Regions from separate parts of the Sus scrofa genome. Here region 2 is linked to region 1. The links are chromatin contacts, called in public Hi-C maps. All regions are on one chromosome and are shown on one strand. Each heading gives the region's core, a stretch centred on a gene start, on an enhancer-like site or on the middle of the called end of the contact. The rest is flanking DNA. Distances are from core to core; before and after follow the strand shown.

Region 1 (6,967 bases), core at 2,999-5,498:
CAAACCTGCGAATGCAGGGACCCTATAGTTTGCTTTGTCTTTCTGGCTGAGGCAGCCCCTGACTGCTCAGGCCTGTGGAAGGCAAGGCAAAGGCACTATCCCCATATAGAGGGAGAAGCAATGAAACTCACACATCAAATCCCATCCCTAGCTCCATGAAGGCAACCATTTTTGTAGGTTGTCCCCCAGAGATGCTTCATACCAAAGGCCCTTGTAAAAAAGTGTTTCATGGTGCCTGAAACCAAGATGAAATTGTGGTGTTACTGGGACGGGTGTCGTTCTTACAGTAGCCAAGTATGCCATTAGTTTAAAACAATCGGGGAATGGAGGAGGAGGGAGGAATGTTCTATGATTTATTTATTTGTTTCCAGTAGCAGTGGAAAATTTTCTCTGAGCAAAAGGGAGGCCTGAAGCTGACCCCATCTGCCAATTATGAATCAGCATTACCAACAAGCATAATTCCATAAGAGTTTTCAAGTAAACATACCATGCTTCTCAATGGCATGAAGCAAAGCTAAGTGCAAATAAGACTTAAAATATCATTACTTGACTGGAAATCATGAAACAGTAGCCTAGGGATAAAAAGTGTATGCAAATTCTAAAAGTCTTTGTAGCTTCCCAAAGAAAAAACAACCAACAGTATTGTACCAAATCTTTTATTTTCCAAGTCAGCAGAGGGTCCAGAAAAATGATTTCTAATGGCAACAAAATTCGTGAACAGGTCCCCCTTTAGCCATCATCAAGTGGTACCCTATATGCTACTATAGCTTCCGTCCTACCCTTGACTTTTTCCCACTTTTGCTCATACAGCTCTTGGAAATTTTCCTGCAAGTTTTCAAAGAGCCTAAGGCTGGTAGCCTTCAGAGTTGTGCGTCAGCTGAATTCCATAAAATAATAGACCACATAAGCACAGTGTAATTTACAGTTATATGACAGGCAGGATGATGTTACTTGGGCCAAGTGCTTAAGTATGCAGTCAGAGCCCAGGAATGGAGAGCTGTTAATGCAGGATGTCCATCTGGATTTTAAAATTACACCGGCAATGATGTTCAGAGTTGGAGCTGTATGTGCCTAAGACATTATCGCCTGAAATTCCAATGTCAAAATGATGACCCCTGAGAAGGAGGGCCATGACAAGCTCGCTGACTATTAAGCAAGACAATTATCTCAGATGAAAGTGTAAAGTAAAATCTTCAAATAGTCCATCCTCAATTTTCAAATGCACAGATGTTCTTGGATTTATCATCCAAGCCACTCTTTCTTACGAACCAAATCAGATTATTGGAATCTCTGTATTTCGCTCATCTCCTCAAGGTACACTGTTCACTTTCAGAAGTACATCCAATGATTGCTCCTCATTTGACCTCTAAAATCTGATTACCCCAGAGCATGAGGAAACTTCCTCCTGCCTGGGGTTCTTTGCAGCAACCTTCTTGAGCCGATCTGAGCAGAGTAGCCTTAAAATTTCACCATCTGATGGCTGATTTGGAACCAACGACTGCATATAACCACACTCCTCTCCTTTACTCAGAAGAGGGAAGGGGGCAGGGAGAGGGAGGAAGGAAGAGATAGAGGTTGGAGGTTATGTCATCGACATGAACTTAAAAGCCCTAGTCACCTTTACAGAAAGCATTTGTGACTACAGAGTCCAGAGAAGAAGGTTCCTTGGAGTGATATCTCATTTAGGGCTGTGTCCTCACAAGTTCTGTTTCAGCAGGAAACAGGGGCCTGCCTCTGAAAGAGCTTGGCAAAGGGTTTTAAGGTGAGGGTAGCTGGCAGTTGGAAAGGATTCAGGCAAGAAAGAAGGAGGGAAGTGCAGGGAGAGTGAAAAGTCCTTTGCCTACAGACAGAAACTAAGCTAAAGGTTCCTTGAAGGGGGTGAGATGAAGAGGGGAGGAAGAGAAAAGCAGAGAAGGCTTCTGAGGAAACAATAGATCTAATACATCCTCTAATTAGCAAAAGAGTGATGCTTCTTTACAGATCTAGACTTTCTCATGGATGGTCTAACCAGATCTAGAAAAGCAGGTTTTGTCTGGAGAGGCCTTCCCCAAAGCAGGCTTTACTACTGTGAAAACTTGAACCAAAACAAAGTTGGGTGATTCATCAGGAGGGAACGTTGTAACAAATAAAGCCAACTTTCTTCCCTCCAACACTGCTTAACAGTTGGTCACAAACAAGGGCTGCCTTGGGCAGGCTGACTAAATCAACAGATTCTCTTCCCTAACCTGTCTAGACAGTTGTTAATAGGAAACGGATTCGACACCAGTGGGCTGACAGTGTGAAATGAAGACTATTTCAGAAAATGAAATTCTGGCCACCTTTTGGTTTAATTAGCATGTGAAATAAAAGAACGAAAAAGCTCTAGTGAGACCCTTGGTGAGATAGTCTCCTTAAGGATGAGGGAAAGGATACACTGAAGAAATGCCTTATGTTAAAAACGCTTGAGCTGTGTGTGCATTTAGAGGGAGATGGTCAAATCCATCAGCCAGCATCCTTGGGCAGGAATGCATGTGTGGACGCAGAGACACCGGAGGCCAGTACCTGGAGAAACTCATAGCCTCAGATCAGAAGGGAGAATAGCAACTAGTAACAATGGTACAGAGAGAGGATTGGCTCCTTACACCAAAAGCCAAACCTCTCTCCCTAAAGCAGCTACTGTTACATCCTAGGCTCAAGCTGGCAAATCCCGCTTTGGATACTGGCAGAGGAAATTCAGCCGTTCATTAGCCTTAACAAGCTGCTGTCACGGAGCGGAGAAGTTACACGAGCAGCCACACACCAAGCTTCTTGCAGCCCCTCCTCAAGGGCAAGCACGTTTTTCCAAGGCGGACCATGCAGGTTCGCACTTCCAATGTGCAAATTCAAACCGTCTTCTTGGACTTTCCATGATGCACACTGCAGAATTTTGAAAGACTACTCGTGTTCCTCCACTCCCCCATCCACCATCTTTCCTGCATTTAATGTCCCCTCAGCAGCTCCTAATCCTTACTGAGAAAACCACCATTTCCGCAGCAGATCTAGCACTTTCCACTGACCAGCACTTTCTTTATTCCACTTCACAAAGCCCAGGGAACTTGTCACCAGCCCCACTTCCCCCTTACTGGGACACCCAGCCAACTTGGCATCAGTGCCCTTCAGCATCTTAGGAGTTTCTTAACTAGTCCTCTAAGACAAAGTCAGAGGCATGGAAGTACACATCACCCTTTGTCAGAGGTTGTGCCAAGTGGAGAGGGACCCCTCCAAAAAAAGAGAAGCAAGGACACACATAGAGAAGGTGTTCTCTTTCTGAAGACGTTGCACTGGAAAGACCTACAATGCACGTTCAGCATTAGACAGATAACATCTTCCAGTCCTCCTCGGAAATATCCTCAAGTATCTCTTATCACTGGGCTCCTCTTCTTTCTGCCCACCTTCTAATCTCAAAATCAAGTTTCTATTCTTTACAGATACTCCCTAATTACTGGGAAAACACTCCGCTTTGCTCCTACCGCCTCCCCTCCACCTGACGGTCGTTAGCACAGTTGAAAGAGATGAACCTGATTTAAGGTTCAAGATTCAAGTAGGTAGAGCTCCTGCATATAGGGAAGCGGTACCTGTCACCGACGACTTGTAACCCAAACCACCTTCCCAACCCTCTCCTCCGAACCCCAGAAGTTAGGGAGGTCTCTGCTGGGGGACACTGAGCTCGACAACGTGTGCGCAAGGATGCGTGTTGGCGACTGAAACGCAGGCAGCTCAGACCGGCTGCTCAGCTCGGCACACTAAGGGGTTAGGGGGTGGGTGGAGAGGTAAGCAGATGACTGTTTCCGAAAACATTTTAAATAACAAACAGCCAAAAAGGGGGAAAAAAATAAACAACAACAACACAAAATTCAACCCCAAGCCCACACCAACGCAGCCCCTGCGCCTCCGCCGCCGCCACACGATTTACACAAGTAATTTAAATCATTCACCTGCTGCCAGGTCTCCTCCAGGGATGGCAAAGCTGAGAAGTAGCCGGTGTCGTGGACAAGTTGTAGCTCCTGGAATATACTATAACTAGCCAACACGTCCATGCTGCTGCTGCCGGGCAAAACGGGAGGAGAAACCCTCCCCCGAACACAGTTGGGTCTGTTTGTTTGTCAGTCTGTCTGGCTCACCCCCCAAGAAGGCAGACATCCAGTGGCCCTTTTGTTTTGTTTTGTTTCAGTCAACTAAAAAGGAAAAAAAAAAAAAATCAATGCAGGAGAGAGGGAGAGAGGAGGTGAGAAAGGAGAGACTGAGTGGGGCGGATGGAAAGAGGCATCCAGCGTGTACAGTGCAGACGGCTGCCAGGAAAAGGGGACTTCTCCACGGGAGTAACAATTCCCTTCCAGGGCTCTAATCACTCCAGCTCGTGGATCAGGAAGGGGGATGCAAACTCACTGACACGAAGCTGCCATCTATTTCTGCAGCGCTGTTCGCTCCTAATGCAATCTTTGCTCTTTATTTTGGGAGGTTGCATTTTTTTTTTCTCGCGATCGCTTCTCTCCCCCCCTTTCCTTCCTCCCCACCCCCCACCCCATCCTTGCTAGTTTGTAGTCTTCCCCCCCTCCTTTTCTCCTCCTCCTGCTCTTCCCCCTCCCCAAACTCCCTCCCTCCGCCCGGCTCTCCGCGCAGCCGTGGGATCTCGGAGGAGGGCGTCCATTAGGCCGCGTGTGACCATGTAAGGTAAACAGGGGGCTCATGAAGTCACTGAAGACCAATGGGGAGCACGAAGCGAGGCCTGGGGCGGGGCTTGGTCCTGGCGACGGGCTTGGATTGGCGCGCTGCGGATCTCCCTGCTGCCTTACAAGGCGGTGCGAGGCGAGCTATTTTTAGAGGGCTATATAAGGGGGCTGAGGCTGCCGCCGGGCTGCCGGGTAACACGAGCGCGAGGGACGGGGAGGGTCGCGGCGACACTTGCGCTGGCTCCGGGGACGCCGAGGCGGCCGGGATCGGGCTGCACGCCGGCCTCCGACCCTCGCTTTGGTGCCTAGCGGAGCCAGGGCGTTCGGAGCCGGTTCCCCTGAGAAGGGAAAGGGTCGCATGTTGCCGTTCTGGCGTGGACGCGGCCGGTCAGGAGGTGAAAGTCCAGAACGCTGGGTTAAGATGCCTCCTGGAGGAGGAGCGGGGCGGGGGACTGAGAAGCCAGCGTGGGGAGGAGGGCCGGCCACTTCCCACTCCACCTACCTCCTAGGCCCGGGGGCGGGGAACCGCGAGGGAGGGGCAGCGCAAAGGACTTCCTCACTTCCTAAAAGATAAACCGGCGTGGGGGGCGGGAAAGAAAAAGTCACCAAAAGCCCCTTCACGAATTCCCCACAGGCTGCCAGGGTGCAGAGAAGAAGCGCCAGAGGAGAAAGTGCCGCTCACAATGGAGCAGAACAAAGGGGAGCGGAGCGCAGAGAGCAGCCTGTGCCCGCCCCGCGCCCGCACGCAGTCCCCGCCCCCCACGCCCCTTGGCGCCGCGGTGCGCCCCCCGCCCCCCAGCCTGTCCTGCCTTCTGACCCCGTGAAGGGGGAATGCAGCCGGGGTCAGACCCCCAGTTAGCGCTGACTGGAAGGGGACACTTTACTGGAGTGTGTTAAAGACAATAGAGGGAAGCTGGGTGGACGTGGGGTGCAGGCTGGAGCTGGCAACTTGCTCTGGTGTTAAAGGCAAGGCTCCCCATGTGGCTTGGAGAGAGGATGTCTACCTGCCCAAAGTGCGGTGGTGAGAGGAGAGGAACCGAATTACTTTCTGAAGCTATCATATAGAGTTTTATCTATAGAGACCCTGTTGTCTCTTAGGTGAAACCCTTGCACTACGCACGTTGTTGGGGTTGAACAGTTGTTTGCTTGACCTTAAGTGGTTAGTCGTTCAAGCTTCCCCAAAATGCACTGAGAGCTGAACTTCCACTTCTGGAATGATTGCAGAATTTGGTATTTCTTCAGAGATGAGAAACTTAATTCACCCTGCAGTGGAAGAAACATATCCACCTTAATCACCCTTCTCAGCTGTCTCGCCTTCTTACTATGTGGAACTCCATATCTCAATATTTGAAAGATTCTGTTTTATAGAACAAACACCATTTGAAATTCAGTATTTGTCAGGGGAAATTAAACAGGAATTATTGAGTTGAGGACAATCTAGTTTATTTACTTTCTGATGTCTGGGATTCTGTTGGTCAGATCTACCTGTATAATTGTGAATTTACTGTAAATGTATGTGCATGGACTACACAGATCTTGGTGCATTTAGTATTATACATACATATTCATGGTGCCAGGGGATAAATGGTATAAAAAGGTTAAAAGTCCTACATGAATAAGGTGGTATTACGATAGCACACATATAACTGCCAGTATATGAGAAGACTGCCTGGGCCTTTCCCAGAGGTAGAAAAGCACTTAGAGCCATCACATCCCAATGAATGTGTTAACTTGCTCCTTATGGTCATCCCTACTGCCACTTCCTAGCCATGAGACTTTAAGAAAATTACTGGCTCAAACCCTCTGGGCTGTGCATCTCAGAAACAGGAATAGTGGTATCTGCCTTGCCTGGTTATTATGAACAATCAAAATGTTATAAAATAATGTTTGTAACTCACCTAGCATAGTATTTGGTACTATTAGCTAAGTTCTAAATGTTAGCCACCACAATCTCCTGGCTTTAAGTAAATTAATATCTAAACTAATCAAACCCATGGGGGTGATGTACCAGTCTTAGAAGAAGGAGATAGAAATGTCTTGCCAATTTGGAATAGTTTCCCCTTCTCCCCCTCGACACGCTATTCTGATTGTGTGTGAGGACAGGGAGGAGGCCATTGAGAAGTACTGGGGCAGGAGTCATGCTTGTGAGTAATAGCGGAAGGAAAGAAACTTCAATGTAGGAAACTCGAGGCAAAAGCAAAGCAAGACAAAAGAATATAATTTGATGTTTGAGATTCAAGTTAACTTATTTTTTTGTTTTTGTGTTACACTATTAACAT
Region 2 (7,598 bases), core at 482-2,981, 540 kb after region 1:
TGGCCTCATTGCCCCACTTCATGCCAGCTGCCAAGAACCAGGTGAGCGACAGGATGACCCACCAGATGGAGCTGGCCATGCCGAAGAAGTAGACTAGCAGGAAGACGACAGTGCACAGCGCAGGGCCCGTTGTCTCGTAGTGGATGTGGCTGTGCTCACGGCTGCAGGCGACGCTGGCATGGCCCACGACTAGGCGCACCAGGAAGCCCAGCGACACGCACAGGTAGCAGGCTGACAGAAAGATGATGGGGCGCTCAGGGTAGCGGAAGCGTTCCATGTCTATTAAGAAGGTGGCCACCGTGGTGGAAGTGGAGATGAAGCACAGCACAGACCACAGGCCGATCCAGAAGGTGGCGAACGTGCGCTCGTCCGGGCTAAAGGACGGCTGGTAGCAGGGTACCGCGCAGTTGGGTACCTGGCCCGTCCGCACTTTGTTGTAAAGGGGGTGCGACTCCTTCAGAATGGGCACGAAGGGCTCGCGGCACTTGCACACCGACGGGCCCCCGGCGACGCAGTCGCTCCCTGAGGCCGGCGCCCCCGGAGGGCCTGAGAGGGTGGGCTTGGCCGGGAAGGGCCTGGGGGGCGCCGTGGTGGCCTCGCTGCGGTTGTAATCCATGCACAGGACCTCGGCGTCGCGGCCCAGCACCGGGAGGCGGTCGCAGCTCATGCGTTCCGGCCAGGCAAAGCCGTACTGGCGCATGAGCGGCGAGCAGCCGGCCTTGGCGCGCTCGCACACCGAGCGGCACGGCGGCAGCGGCTTGTGGTAGTCGGGCAGGCAGATGGGCGTGTACATGGAGCACAGGAAGAAGCGCAGGTCCGGCGAGCAGTGGATCTCCACCAACGGCCAGAACTGGTGCACCTCGAGGCCCGCCTCGTCCTGCGTGTCGTGGTTGAACTGGTTGGGCATGTGCGTCAGGTTGTAGCCGATGCCGCGGCACATAGGCACTGTGATTTCCTGGCACACCGGCGCCTTGGAAGCGGCCGTCGCCCGGCCCGCCAGCTGCGCCAAGAGCAGCAGCAGCAGCGAAGGCGGCGCGGACGGGTCAGGCCGAGCCATAGCCCCCTCCCTCCCCTCTCCTCCCGCAGCCCAAGCGGGGCCAGCTCAGGCAGGGGAAACCAGGACCGTGCTTCCCTCTCTGCAGACTTGTGTGGCGCCGGGGCTGGCAACCTGTTGGTTTCTCTTTCTTTTAAAGAAATCCGTCCAAAGATAAACTGTTCCGGGAGGGCGCTGCCTCCGCAGGGAGAGCTCAGCTCTTCGCTGGATAGGGCTGAGGAGGGACAGTTAAGGCTCCGATTCCAGGGAAAGTACTCTTTAAAAAAGAAGGTGGGGGAGAAGAAAGATTGCTGCCACTGCCAAGGAGAGGGGCGTCAATGGCTTAGTCCTCGCGAGCAGTCTCCAGATCTCTAAGTTAACCTCTTTCCCTTCCCTTCCCTCCACCTCCAGAAACCAAACTACAGACTCCCCGCCTCTCATCCCGCCTCCCTTTCCGCCCGGCCTTCCACGCTGTACCCCGAGGTCAGAGCGCTCAGCCCTCTGGAAAAGGGCAGAAGGGCAGGGAAAACAACTGGGAGGAGGAGAAGGCGCGTACTCTCACCTCGAAGGATCCCGTGAGAAGCAGATAGTCAGTCGCCAGCCTGAATCCTCCGTCCCTGGGGCTCTTAGCTCAGAAACGCGACTTTGAACCGAGCTGGCATCGAGAAAGTTTGGCGATAAGCTGGGTACCCGAGGCAGCACATGGCAGCAGGTGGGGGTGTCTTAGAGAGGCGGTCGCCCGCTGAACGAGGTCGCCACAGACCGGTCACTCGCCCTCTCCTTCTCCGGGGCCCCCTGCATGATCCGAGCGGGACAGGGCTGGGGTCGGCCGTGCCTTCCACCAGGGTCCACCAAGGGCGAGCGCGCCTGGCAGCACCTGGGCAAAAGGAAGGCGGTGTGCGGCGACCGGGGGCTTCCGCGGCCTCACAGTACCGCCAGCAGCTGGTGTTGGCTCCGCCAGGACTGCATGGTGCGCGCCCGCCGCCGCGTCCCGCCCGCCGCTCGCCTCCTCCCCTGCAGGGGGCTCCGCGCTCCAGCTGATTCCTGGGGGCGGTGGCGGCGCTCCCGGGACGTGCGGGACTCGGCTCCTCCTCCGCGCTCTAGCACCCTTTCGCCCACCTCTGGCGGGTACTCAACGGCGCGCGGCGGCGACGACGGCTGTAGTGCACTTGCGGCCGCAGGCTGGACTGGCCTCTTGCGCCCCGCCCGGGTCACCTGCTTCTAATGCCCGCCAGGAGGCTCCGCCCCGACCCCGCCCCTTTGAGCTGGAGCTCGGTTGGTGGGCCGCCCCGCCACGCTCTCCGCGCGTCCCCGCCCACTGCCCCGCGGGATCGGCCTCTCTTCGGGCGCCCTCCTGCCCCCTCCCCGAGCGGGCCGCTGAGGAGTGCGGGCCAATCGCGGGCCGGGAAGCAGTGGGGGCGGGGCAAATGCTAATTTCGCCTTCTTGAGACCCGGGGCGGGAAACCCTAGCTCGAAGTCCCTCCCGAGTTCTCTAGTGGCGCCCACCCGTGCCTTGTCCACTTTTCTGTAATGGTCTAGCTTACGAACCCTTGCTTCCAGGGCCCCTACCAGGTCTCCTCTCTCCAGCTAAGCATCCTTAGAGTCCAGCGCTTGTTTAAAAGAACTGCTCAAAGAATCACTTTTAACTGTGGCACCTGTCTCCTCTCTGCGTTGTCCTCATACCAGGTGAGCTTAAGTTGAGAGAACAAACGCTTCCTGAGCCCCTATTGTGTGTCGGACAGCGTGTTAATCGTTCATATCTTAATACAGGGTGTCTCAGATCCTTACAACAATTCTATGAGGCAGGCACTCCTTACAGGTGAACAAACAAGAGGTTTAGAAACTTGACCAAGGCAACCAAGCTAATAATAGCAACCCCCAGGAAAGCCACAACCTAGACAATCTTGGGAAGCTCGGTATTCTGAGCGCCTGGCATAGAGTAGGCGCTCAAATGGCAAACCTGGGATTTGAACCGAGATATTTGGGCTGCTGCATCCACAGTTTTAACAGCCACCACTCTCCCCCCACCCCACCCCCGCCATTATGCTACTGGTTAGCTCCCAGGCTTTAACCTTTACTTTTGCATTTCGTAACAAAATCTTACTGTTGCGACAGGAAAGTGATTTTCTTTCTCTTAGGAAGACTCGAGACAGGTTAGTCCTTTATCAGTTTATCGGGTTAAAAAGTCCAGGCAGTTCCCAAGTCGCCCGCAGAGAGAAGCAACACTGGCTCCAGGCTCTGTGATGGGCTAGGCGCCGGCCCCCCCGGGGCTGCCCGCTGCTTAGCCACGCACTAGCGCGCCGCCGGGGATCCGGGGCTCACAGAACAGCCAGAGCCCGCGGGAAGACCTGCTGGGCGCCCCGACCGCTGGGACGCACAGTGGCGCTCTTCAGATGGGTTATTATGCTGCAAGTTTTTAATGTCCTAAAAATGCCTCTTTTCTACATGTTCTAATTAGGTTGGAAGACTGAGGTGTTTAGCATTCTTGAAATTCATTCACACGCTTACAAAGAGAGTTTGAATTGTTTCCCGCTCCCCCACCCCTTCCTTCGACTGGGAAGAAGGCGGAAAAAAGGCCAGAGGGCCTGAGTTCTTGAAGGACTCAGGACTGGACTAAAAAAGGGTTGAGATAGACCGCGCCGATTGTCGTTCTTGTGTCCTGGTCCCATCTACACAGACTGAGAGACTGTTTCAGAATGGTCCCCTCTCTCCTGCTTTGTGAAAAATAATGCAGAATATGTGTATCAATCCCAGCCTCAGAGTTAAAAGAAAGAAATATCAGTTGCTTCACAAACAACAAAACTCTTAATAAACATGTTTAGAATGTACCTTACCTCTTTCATTTCCTGAAATTCTACAGGTGCTCCCATATTTTTGTTTGTTTGTTTGTTTTTTGGAACTACTTGGCACTTAGTGTCAGCAAACAACCCAGAGTTGAAAGTAGTGGGAGTTGAAAAGCTATGGAATAGCAATCAAAAAGAAAGGGAAACCCTCAGTGGAAAGTATGCACAGATTGTGAACATGCCAAGAGAGGCTGCCTCATTCTGTGGTCTTTATGCAACGTGTGTATTATTGGGGATGGACAAGTGTTGGCTAATAATAAAAATTATTTGAAGTTGGAGAATGTTAATCACTCATGCTGGCATTTAGCCAGAATACTTGTGTTATTTCACTTGGTTCTGACTCAAAGGATGTTATCTCCTCGTCTGAAAAACCTCTCTCTTTATAATCAACAGGGAAGTGTTATTTTTGCTTGGACATCTCTAATAATAGGAGTAATAACAGAGGGAAGATGTTGCCAAAAGAAATTTATTTTGCATTGTATAGCTTTTTGTATCACTTGGACTTTTGCTTTTTTACATCTATTACTTCACTTTAAAGGCAGTTTAAAATATGCTGTTGAACATGTATTAGGCGGGGTGCTAAATAATTCATTTGAGTTAGCTCATTTACTCCTCACAACAATCAGATGGAACTGGCACCATAATGACTTGCTTGAAGTTACACATTTAGTCCATGGAAAGGATGGAAATCAAAATTTTCTCCTGAGTCATACTTATTGTTTAACAAACTGGAAAACACTGAATTATTTTTAAAGACACATTAAAAAATTTTTTTTTATTATAGTTGATTTACAATGCTGTCAATTTCTGCTGTACGGCAAAGTGACTCAGTTATACGTATACATACGTTCTTTTTCTCACATTATCCTCCATCACATTCCATCACAAGTGATTATAGTTATCTGTGCTATACAGCAGGACTTCCTTGCTTACCCACTCCAAATGCAATAGTTTGCATCTACTAACCCCAAATTACAGTCCATCCCACTCCCTCCTCCTCCCCCTTGGGAACCACAAGTCAGTTCTCCATGGCTAAGAGTTTGTTTCTTTTCTGGAGATAGGTTCATTTGTGCCATATATTAGATTCCAGATATAAGTAATATCGTATGGTATTTGTCTTTCTCTTTCTGACTTAACTTCACTTAGTCTGAGAGTCTCTAGTTCCATACACGTTGCTGCAAATGGCATTATTTTGTTCTTTTTTATGGCTGAGTCATATTCCATTGTGCAGATACACCACATCTTAATCCATTTATCTGTCGACAGACATTTAGGTTTTTTCAGGTCCATGTCCTGGCTATTGTGAATAGTGCTGCAGTGAACACAGGGGTGCATGTATCTTTTTCTTTCTTTCTTTCTTTCTTTCCTGCCTTCCTTCCTTCCTTCTTTCCTTCTTTCCTTCTTTCTTTCTTTCTTTCCTTCCTTCTTTCTTTCCTTCCTTCCTTCCTTCTTTTCTTGCTTTCTTGCTTTCTTGCTTTCTTCCTTTCTTGCTTGCTTGCTTGCTTTCTCTCTTTCTTTCTCTCTTTCTTTCTTTCTTTCTTTCTTTCTTTCTTTCTTTCTTTCTTTCTTTCTTTCTTTCTTTCTTTCTTTCTTCTTTTTGCCCTTTCTTGGGCTGCTCCTGCAGCATATGGAGGTTCCCAGGCTAGGGGTCTAATTGGAGCTGTAGCCACAGGCCTACACCAGAGCCACAGCAACACAGGATCTGAGCCATGGCTGTGACCTACACCACAGCTCACAGCAACGCCAGATCAAGCCCAGGGATCGAAACCACAACCTCATGGTTCCTAGTCGGATTCATTAACCACTGAGCCACGACGGGAACTTCTGTATTTTTTCAATGAAAGATTTGTCCAGATATATGCCCAGAAGTGGGATTGCTGGATCATATGGTAGTTCTATGTTTAGGTTTTTGAGGTACCTCTATACTGTTTTCCATAGTGGTTGTACCACTTTACATTCCCACCAGCAGCTTAGGAGGATTCCCTTTTCTCCACACCCTCTCCAGCATTTATTATTTGTAGATTTACTAATCATGGCCATTCTGACTGGTGTGAAGTGGTACCTCATTGTAGTTTTGGTTGACATTTCTCTAATAATTAGTGATGTTGAGCATTTTTCATGTGCCTGTTGGTCATCTATATGTCTTCTTTGGAGAAATGTCTATTCACATCTTCTGCCCATTTTTCAATTGGGTTTTTTTGTTTGTTTGATTTTGTTTTGTTTTGTTTTTTTGCTGTTGAGTTTTTTGAGTTGTTTGCCTGTTTTGGAGATTAAGCCCTGGTTAGTTGCATCCTTTGAAACTATTTTCTCCCATTCTGTAGGTTGTCTTTTTTTTTTTTTTTTTTATGGTTTTCTTTGCTATGCAAAAGCTTGGAAGTTTGATTAGGTCCCACTGGTTTATTTTCGTTTTTATTTTGTTGCTTTGATAGGCTGATCTAAGAAAACATTTGTACAGTTAATGTCAGGGAATGTTTTGCCTGTATTCTCTACTAGGAGTTTTATGGTGTCTTGTCTTACGTTTAAGTCTTTAAGCCATTTTTGCGTGTGTGTGTGTGTGTGTATGTGTTTTTCGGGCCACACCTGCAGCATATGGAAGTTCCCAGGCTAGGGTCAAATCAGAGCCACAGCGGCCAGCCTACGCCACCGCCACAGCAATGCAGGGTCTGAGCTGTGTCTGCAACCCACACTGCAGCTCATGGCAATGCCAGATCCTTAACCCACTGAGTGAGGCCAGGGATCAAACCTGTGTCCTCATGGGTCCTAGTCAGGTTTGTTAACTGCTGAGCCACGATGGGAACTCCCTCTTTAAGCCACTTTGAGTTTGTTTTTGTGCATGGTGTGAGGGTGTGTTCTAGTTTCATTGATTCACATGCAGCTGTCCATTTTTCCCAGCACCACTTGCTGAAGAGACTATCTTTTTCCCATTTTATATTCTTGCCTCCTTTGTTGAAGATTAATTGACCATAGGTGTCTGGGTTTATTTCTGGGTCCTCTATTCTGCTCTACTGATCTCCTATGTCTGTTTTTATACCAGGACCACATTGTCTTGATTACTGTAGCTTTGTAGTATTGTCTGAAGTCTGGGAGAATTATGCCTCCTGCTTGGTTTTTGTTCCTCAGAATTGCTTTAGCAATTCTGGGTCTTTTATGGTTCAATATAAATTTTTGGATTGTTTGCCCTGGTTCTGTGAAAAATGTCATGGGTAATTTGATAGGGATTGCATTGAATCTGTAGATTGCTTTGGGTAGTATGGCCATTTTTACAGTATTAATTTTCTAACCCAGGAGCATGGAATATCTTTCCATTTCTTTGAATCCTCTTTAATTTCCTTGATTAATGTTTCATAGTTCTCAGCATGTAAGCCTTTCACCTCCTAGGACAGGTTTATTCCTAGGTATTTAATTTTTGGGGGGAGTGATTTTAAAAGGTATTATATTTTTATATTCCTTTTCTAATATTTCATTGTTAGTATACAGAAATGCAACTGATTTTTGAATGTTAATCTTGTATCCTGCTACTTTGCTGAATTCACTGATCAGTTCAAGTAGTTTTTGTGTAGAGTCCTTAGGGTTTTCCACATATAGTATCATGTCTTCTACATATAGTGACAATTTTACCTCTTCTCTTCCAGTTTGGATACCTTTTATTTGTTTTGTTTGTCTGCTTGCTATGGCTAGGACTTCCAATACTATGTTGAATAAAAGTGGTGAGAGTGGGCATC

Evidence for each region. Hi-C and Micro-C count contacts between places; a contact is called where the count stands out from the background.
Region 2: a contact with region 1 is called in a Hi-C map of liver, with 5 times the contacts expected there. The contact joins the promoter of FZD5 here to the promoter of KLF7 in region 1. A contact is called at or near these places in 1 of 47 Hi-C or Micro-C datasets (liver) and 1 of 2 datasets of contacts at active chromatin or transcription factors (skeletal muscle).

What each region holds. Positions count from the first base shown.
Region 1 is chr15:110,374,854-110,381,820 of Sscrofa11.1, forward strand. KLF7 (Kruppel like factor 7) reads right to left here and starts at 4,249. Exons shown (of 4, transcript NM_001097487.1): 1 at 3,954-4,249. The coding sequence starts at 4,055.
Region 2 is chr15:110,919,131-110,926,728 of Sscrofa11.1, forward strand. It overlaps FZD5 (frizzled-5), which reads right to left and starts at 1,732. Exons shown (of 2, transcript XR_002339431.1): 1 at 1,596-1,732. It overlaps LOC110257173 (a long non-coding RNA gene), which reads left to right and starts at 2,341. Exons shown (of 3, transcript XR_002339433.1): 1 at 2,341-2,719.